2 separate regions of the Gossypium arboreum genome follow, and region 2 is linked to region 1. Evidence: chromatin contacts called from public Hi-C data. All regions are on one chromosome and are shown on one strand. The core of a region is the stretch at or near the end of the contact, and the rest is flanking DNA. Distances in the headings are between cores, read along the strand shown. Region 1 holds the start of LOC108484046 (dihydrolipoyllysine-residue succinyltransferase component of 2-oxoglutarate dehydrogenase complex 2, mitochondrial-like). Region 2 holds the start of LOC108486236 (lactoylglutathione lyase GLX1-like).

Evidence for each region. A called contact is a pair of places that touch in the nucleus more often than the background predicts.
Region 2: a contact with region 1 is called in a Hi-C map of leaf, with 3 times the contacts expected there. The contact joins the promoter of LOC108486236 here to the promoter of LOC108484046 in region 1. A contact is called at or near these places in 2 of 5 Hi-C or Micro-C datasets (both in leaf).

Annotation. Positions count from the first base shown.
Region 1 is chr6:13,161,235-13,164,273 of ASM2569848v2, reverse strand. It overlaps LOC108484046 (dihydrolipoyllysine-residue succinyltransferase component of 2-oxoglutarate dehydrogenase complex 2, mitochondrial-like), which reads right to left and starts at 1,414. Exons shown (of 15, transcript XM_017787663.2): 1 at 1,065-1,414; 2 at 902-964; 3 at 711-773; 4 at 518-584; 5 at 390-417; 6 at 48-118. The coding sequence starts at 940.
Region 2 is chr6:13,315,363-13,318,119 of ASM2569848v2, reverse strand. It overlaps LOC108486236 (lactoylglutathione lyase GLX1-like), which reads right to left and starts at 1,487. Exons shown (of 9, transcript XM_017790174.2): 1 at 1,338-1,487; 2 at 1,013-1,147; 3 at 797-921; 4 at 490-554; 5 at 189-401. The coding sequence starts at 1,128.

The sequences.
Region 1 (3,039 bases), core at 165-2,664:
GAAAAGAAGAAAAAGAAAATCATGAAGGAATTACGAGAATACGTTACCACTATCGGCAGAAAATGACCTAGTGTGGACAAATATTGGAGGATATCTTTGAACAAATGAAATAACGTCCCTGTAAATTACAGAAAATTTTGGAGGAAAAATATGGTAAGACTTGAAAGAAAAGGACAAAATTTGATATGGTAGGAGATAATCAGGGTTTATGTTACTTCATCCATGCGTGTGTTTACTTCTAATATTTCATAGGGAAACTTCTTTCCAGTCAGTTTAAAATCTATGGAGAGGAAGCAAACTTCAACTTAAACTATCATAAACAAAAATGGAAATTGTTTCAACATACAAAACCGAGTGACAAATAGAGAAAGAAGCTATGACAAACAAACCTTAGAGGCCTTGAGCCAACTGGAAACCCTGTAAACACATGAACCCATATAAATGAAAGGAGCATGGATGCATTTTCGGTTTTTCCTTTTACAAGGAAAAGGATGGATGTTGTTTAATTTCCAATTACCTAGAGAACCCACAATCCCTGCAACTTGTGATGTCCCTTTTCTAGAAACTAAAGTCTTTGCATAGGCCTATAAAAGCATAAACAAATACTAAATAAAGAAGAAGCCATAAATAGAAATGATTCGATAGCAGATTCAAGCATGGTAATGTGAAACAAATCATACAAATCAACAATGTTTGAATTGAAGCTTGACCTCATTTGAGGAAGAACTGTAACAACGTGAAGGTCGAGCATTTCGAAATGATTGGCCTAAAACCTGAAACCACCATTAAAACACACACAAAATTTTAATAAAAATATAAGTACCGAATAGATATAAAAATAGAAAATCTCAGAGAATATTAGTAGTTGAATAAAGAGAGAAAGAAAGTAATTAAAACTAACTGAAGAAGAAGAAACTCTTCGCCTTGAAACAGCCCACATAGCTTCCTTCTTTTATTATAACCCCTAAACAACAAAAAACAAAATCACAAATAGCAATCAAATGGTGGATTTACTGTGTACAAAAAAGAACAATAAAAAGGGAAAGTGACCCAAAGTATAAAACCTGTGTTTAAGAATGTAGGAGAAAGGAAAAGGGTTTGGGTCAAAGCTTCTCGAAAAGTAAAGACTGAAGAGAGGGACGATACCCAGACCGAAAGAGAGCGGTACCGGTTTAAGAAGTATCATTTTAAGGCCACTTTATTCCATTGTTAATCCAACTGATATTTCCATTTTTAACTTGAGATTTTGTTAACTTTCCCCCATGGATCAATGATTAATAAGTTGTTTTCCTTTTTTGATAAAGCACTCCAAATGGCTGTCTTTTTCTTTTTTCTGTGCAATAAAAAATGGCCATCACTGGAGGTTGGAAATTCATTTCTTTAATGGAAAGACAATAATGATGAATCATTGGTCCTGAAACGAGTTAGATATTCAGATATAATACTACAAGTAGAACATGAACATGGGACTGGGAGACCATATTACATTGTCTTCCCACATATATCTAAATAAGAATTGTACATACTCAATCAATCCCGGTTAATATCATAACCAAATGGGTAAAAGTTATTATTCTTTACTGGAAAAATAATAATTAACTCTGAGCAAGTAAAACAATTCATATAAATCGGTAAAAGTTATTATTCTTTACTGAAAAATAATAATTAACTCTGAGTAAGTACAACAATTTCATCCTTAAAATTTGGTGTCTAAACAATTTTAATCTTTAAACTTTAGGCATTTATTCAAATTGATTTTTACTCTTTTATACCCTTTTATTATGTCAATATTGTTATTTTTAAAACAAAATTTTAGAACTTTTTATGATTTTTAATATTTAATTTTAAAAAGGCCAAATTGATTTGTCAAAATTTGTTACTAAGGTCTTTTTATCCTTTAACCTTATTAATTTCAAATTTTACTAATTTACTTCCAATAAAATAGTAGGGTCAAATTGAATAAATGTATAAAGGTTTAGAGCTAAATTTATTATTATACATTATATATACACACCAAATTTTAACGAAAGGACTATTTTACTCATCCATCTAACATATGGGACTAATTTGCTTTTTTTTTAGTAAATGGGCTAAAATGCAATCCATGATATAGTACAAAATGTTTTGTGGTACTTTTACCCATATAAATTACACACACATATAAATATGTATTATATATTAGGGTAAACTACTTAGTTGTTCACCCAACCTTTTTCATTTTGGTCACTCAAATAAATCCTTTAAATTTTGTCATACTGTTAGAGAAATTTTACATTTTAGTCACTCGACCAAGAACTCCATAACAACTTATGAGTTAATACACCACATCATCATTTTTTCTACTATTGCTTATCCCTGTCACTGTTCATCTTCTTCTTCCTTAATTGTCATACCTCGAAACATTAAATTAAGGTTGGAATAGTAAATTTTAGGGATTTATTTGAAAAGTTTATAAATTGAGAGGGTTCTTGTAGAAATAAGAAGAAATGACAGACTGGTTGTGAAAAGGTTGTATTTCAACCTTGGTTTCGTTAAGTTTAAACTAGGGATATTTTTAGTGGGAGACATGATGATTATAGACATGTACACTTGGCTGTTGAGTTTAGGATCGGTGAAGGAAATGCGTGAGTAGTATATAAGGGAAAGATGTTATTTTCCGGGGGGTTCCTTCATTTTTCTGTTCTTCTTCATCTTCTTCATTGGTTTGTTTGATTAAGATGAGTTTATCTTTTTATACACACATCTGATCACTTACTAGATGCATCTATCAATACCATAAAATATCTGAATGGTCCACATGGTGGATGAATGGGCCTACATATATCACCTTGAATACGTTCTAAAAATGCGGGAAATTCAATCCCAGGTTTAGCTGGTGATGGTTTAACAATCAATTTACCTTGAAAAAAAGTAACACAAGAGAAATCCTTGAATTTAAGAATCTTCTAGTTCTTTAATGGGTGTCCAATTGAATTCTCAATTATTCTTCACATCATAATAGATCCATGATGGTCTAATCGATCATGCCAATTAGTAAAA
Region 2 (2,757 bases), core at 238-2,737, 150 kb before region 1:
TAACCACCAGTAATCAATTAGATCCAAAGACTGCTTATGACTAATTGACTATTCTCCAATAAATAAAATTTTCATCTAAGTGATTCATGCACTCAAAGTCTAGGCACAATGAATTTGCGGTCAAATTGAACAATAAGATTAGTTAGAGAAACAAAAGTCAAGAAAAAGGTTATTTTACTTTGCACTACCTTTTCATAGAACTTAACAGAGCGGTCTAAATCCCCAACACGAAGCATTACTTGACAGAGTGGCTCAGGAGTAGAAGCTCTTTGGATGAGCTCAAAAATATAACCATCAGGATCCTTCACGAAAGCAATAACAGAGGATCCACCTTTAACTGGACCAGGCTCTCTTGTAATATTGCCACCCTTTGCACGGATGTCCTCAACCATTTTGTAGACCTAAAATACAAAAATGGATATATATATATATATATATCAGCATTCTCAATGAATCTTTTGTTTGAGTATCCAAATGTTTGAAACTTACATCAGGTGTTGCAATTGCAAAATGCCCAAAACCAGTTCCAATATCATACGATGATACTCCATAATCTGTAGAGAAGAATAAAAGCTTTTAACTCAGAGATCAAAGAAGTTTACACTTTAGATTAACAGTAGCGAAGTATGCCACAATAGATGTAGCAGATATCTATAACATATATTGAATAAAAGGAATCGATATTTTAACTGTTTGACAAAAAGAAAAATTTGCCAGCTCCAAGCATTACAGATATAACAAAAGCCATTTGCAGTTAATATTTCGCTATAAAAATACAAGGAAAACATAAACGTACTGTAAGTTAACTCAACAACGAAATGAGACTCCTCTGGGCCAAACCCAAGAAAGGCATTGGAGTATTTCTCTTCAGGAATATCTCTTTTCCTCAACAATTTCATCCCAAAACACTCAGTGTAGAACCTAGATACAAATTTGTAGCATTAAAACTTAAAAAAGAAAGTGAAAATTTAAGAACATCAATAGTACTAGAAATAAAAAAAGCAAATGTTACTTGATGGTACGATCAAGATCGCCAACACGGTACACGGCGTGAAGGAACCGACGCTTATCTTTCTTCGGCCATTCCAACAACTCAGTGCTGGGAACTGCAGCTAAACCCTCAGCCATCTTTCAACAAATCCGATTGCTGTGTAATCATTCGCAAAGTCAACCAAATGAATAGAAATTACATAATAAAAATATCATTTTCATTTCATTTTTCAATTTTAAAGTAAAGATCAAAGCTAAAACTTATTACAAATATAGATCAAAACCAAAAAAAAAAACTAAACCCTAACCAAAATTAAAGAAACCCTAATTTGGATCGAAGAACTTACCAGCAATTACTAGAGAAAAATAGAGTGAGAGTGGGAGTGAGTGGGAGTGAAGCGCCCTGTATAACGCAGTGTCAACATTGGGACAAATTTATAAACTTTTTAATTTTTATTTCACTAATGTAACAAGACAGTTACAAAGTGGTGATATAACCGACAAACACGTCTCTTAAGTAGTTTCAGCCAACCAATCAGATATGTGCTTTTCTTCTTGTTAAAAACGCCAACTGTTGTTGTAGACAATTTTGGGAGTTAATACGGAAGTCTAAATCACTAACGGATATTAATATGGAAACGTGGCGATATCCAAATCATTACCACCTATTGAATAAAAAAAATTAGTATTCTCAATTTTTTTAGTATTGAGCAGCTTCAGAATTTTTTGCTAATATTTAATTTTTAATGAGTTTTCATAAGAGTGAAAATTAATTATTGGGTTCATTCTAATATATACATTAAAAAATAAAAAATTCATTTTTTAAATCATCAATTACTTTGATAAAATAAAAATAATTGCTTGTTCTTTTAATATAATATCTTATTACAAATTGATGGATTGCAAAATAAACTAAAGAGAGACGAAAGCAAATCACGAAGATTATTATATTAAAAATTAGATTTGATTTTGTCTAGTTTACTTAAAAATTAAAAATTAATCATTATTTATTAAATTAAAAAGTAAATTGATCTTTTAATAATAATTTTAAGTAAATTGATCTTTTTAATAATAATTTTTCTTGTTAAAACTAATGTCAATAATGGTAATAGAATGATCATAAAAATAAGAACATACAGATTTTATGTGGAAACTCTATCGGGAAAAAATCACAGCCAAATGAGAAGAAATTCACTAATTTTAAAAGAGAATGATACAACAAGAGTTTTGACTACGTCTATTTAAAGGTTAAAAAACATATACAACAAGAGTTTCGACTACGTCTATTTAAAGGTTAAAAAATCATATTCTAATCAATGTCAAATAGAAGAAGTGTAGTTCTATACGAATTCTATACGAATTCTACTTTTGCATCATGGTCCATACACAGATCCCCTTATTTTGCTACTACATTTTATTTCTTTAACAAGTGTTGAATTCGAATGATACAAGGTGAGTTTCGACTACATCTATTTAGAGGTTGAAAAAAACCTAATTCTAATCAATGTCAAATATATTATGCTAATAAATGCTAAATATATTATGCTAATAAATACTAGATCTTCTAGAAAGAAAATATATTTTATTTAACTTGACTTGCAAGTAATCTCTTAGAATTTGGGTTGTACAACTCTAACAATCTCCATATTGACATGAATTCTCAACGAACAATTTCTTCACCACAAACTCTCAATGAACAAGTTCTCCACATCTTTCACAAAACCCTTTAAAGGTATTCTTCAACAATGAACACTAACCAAGTCCAAG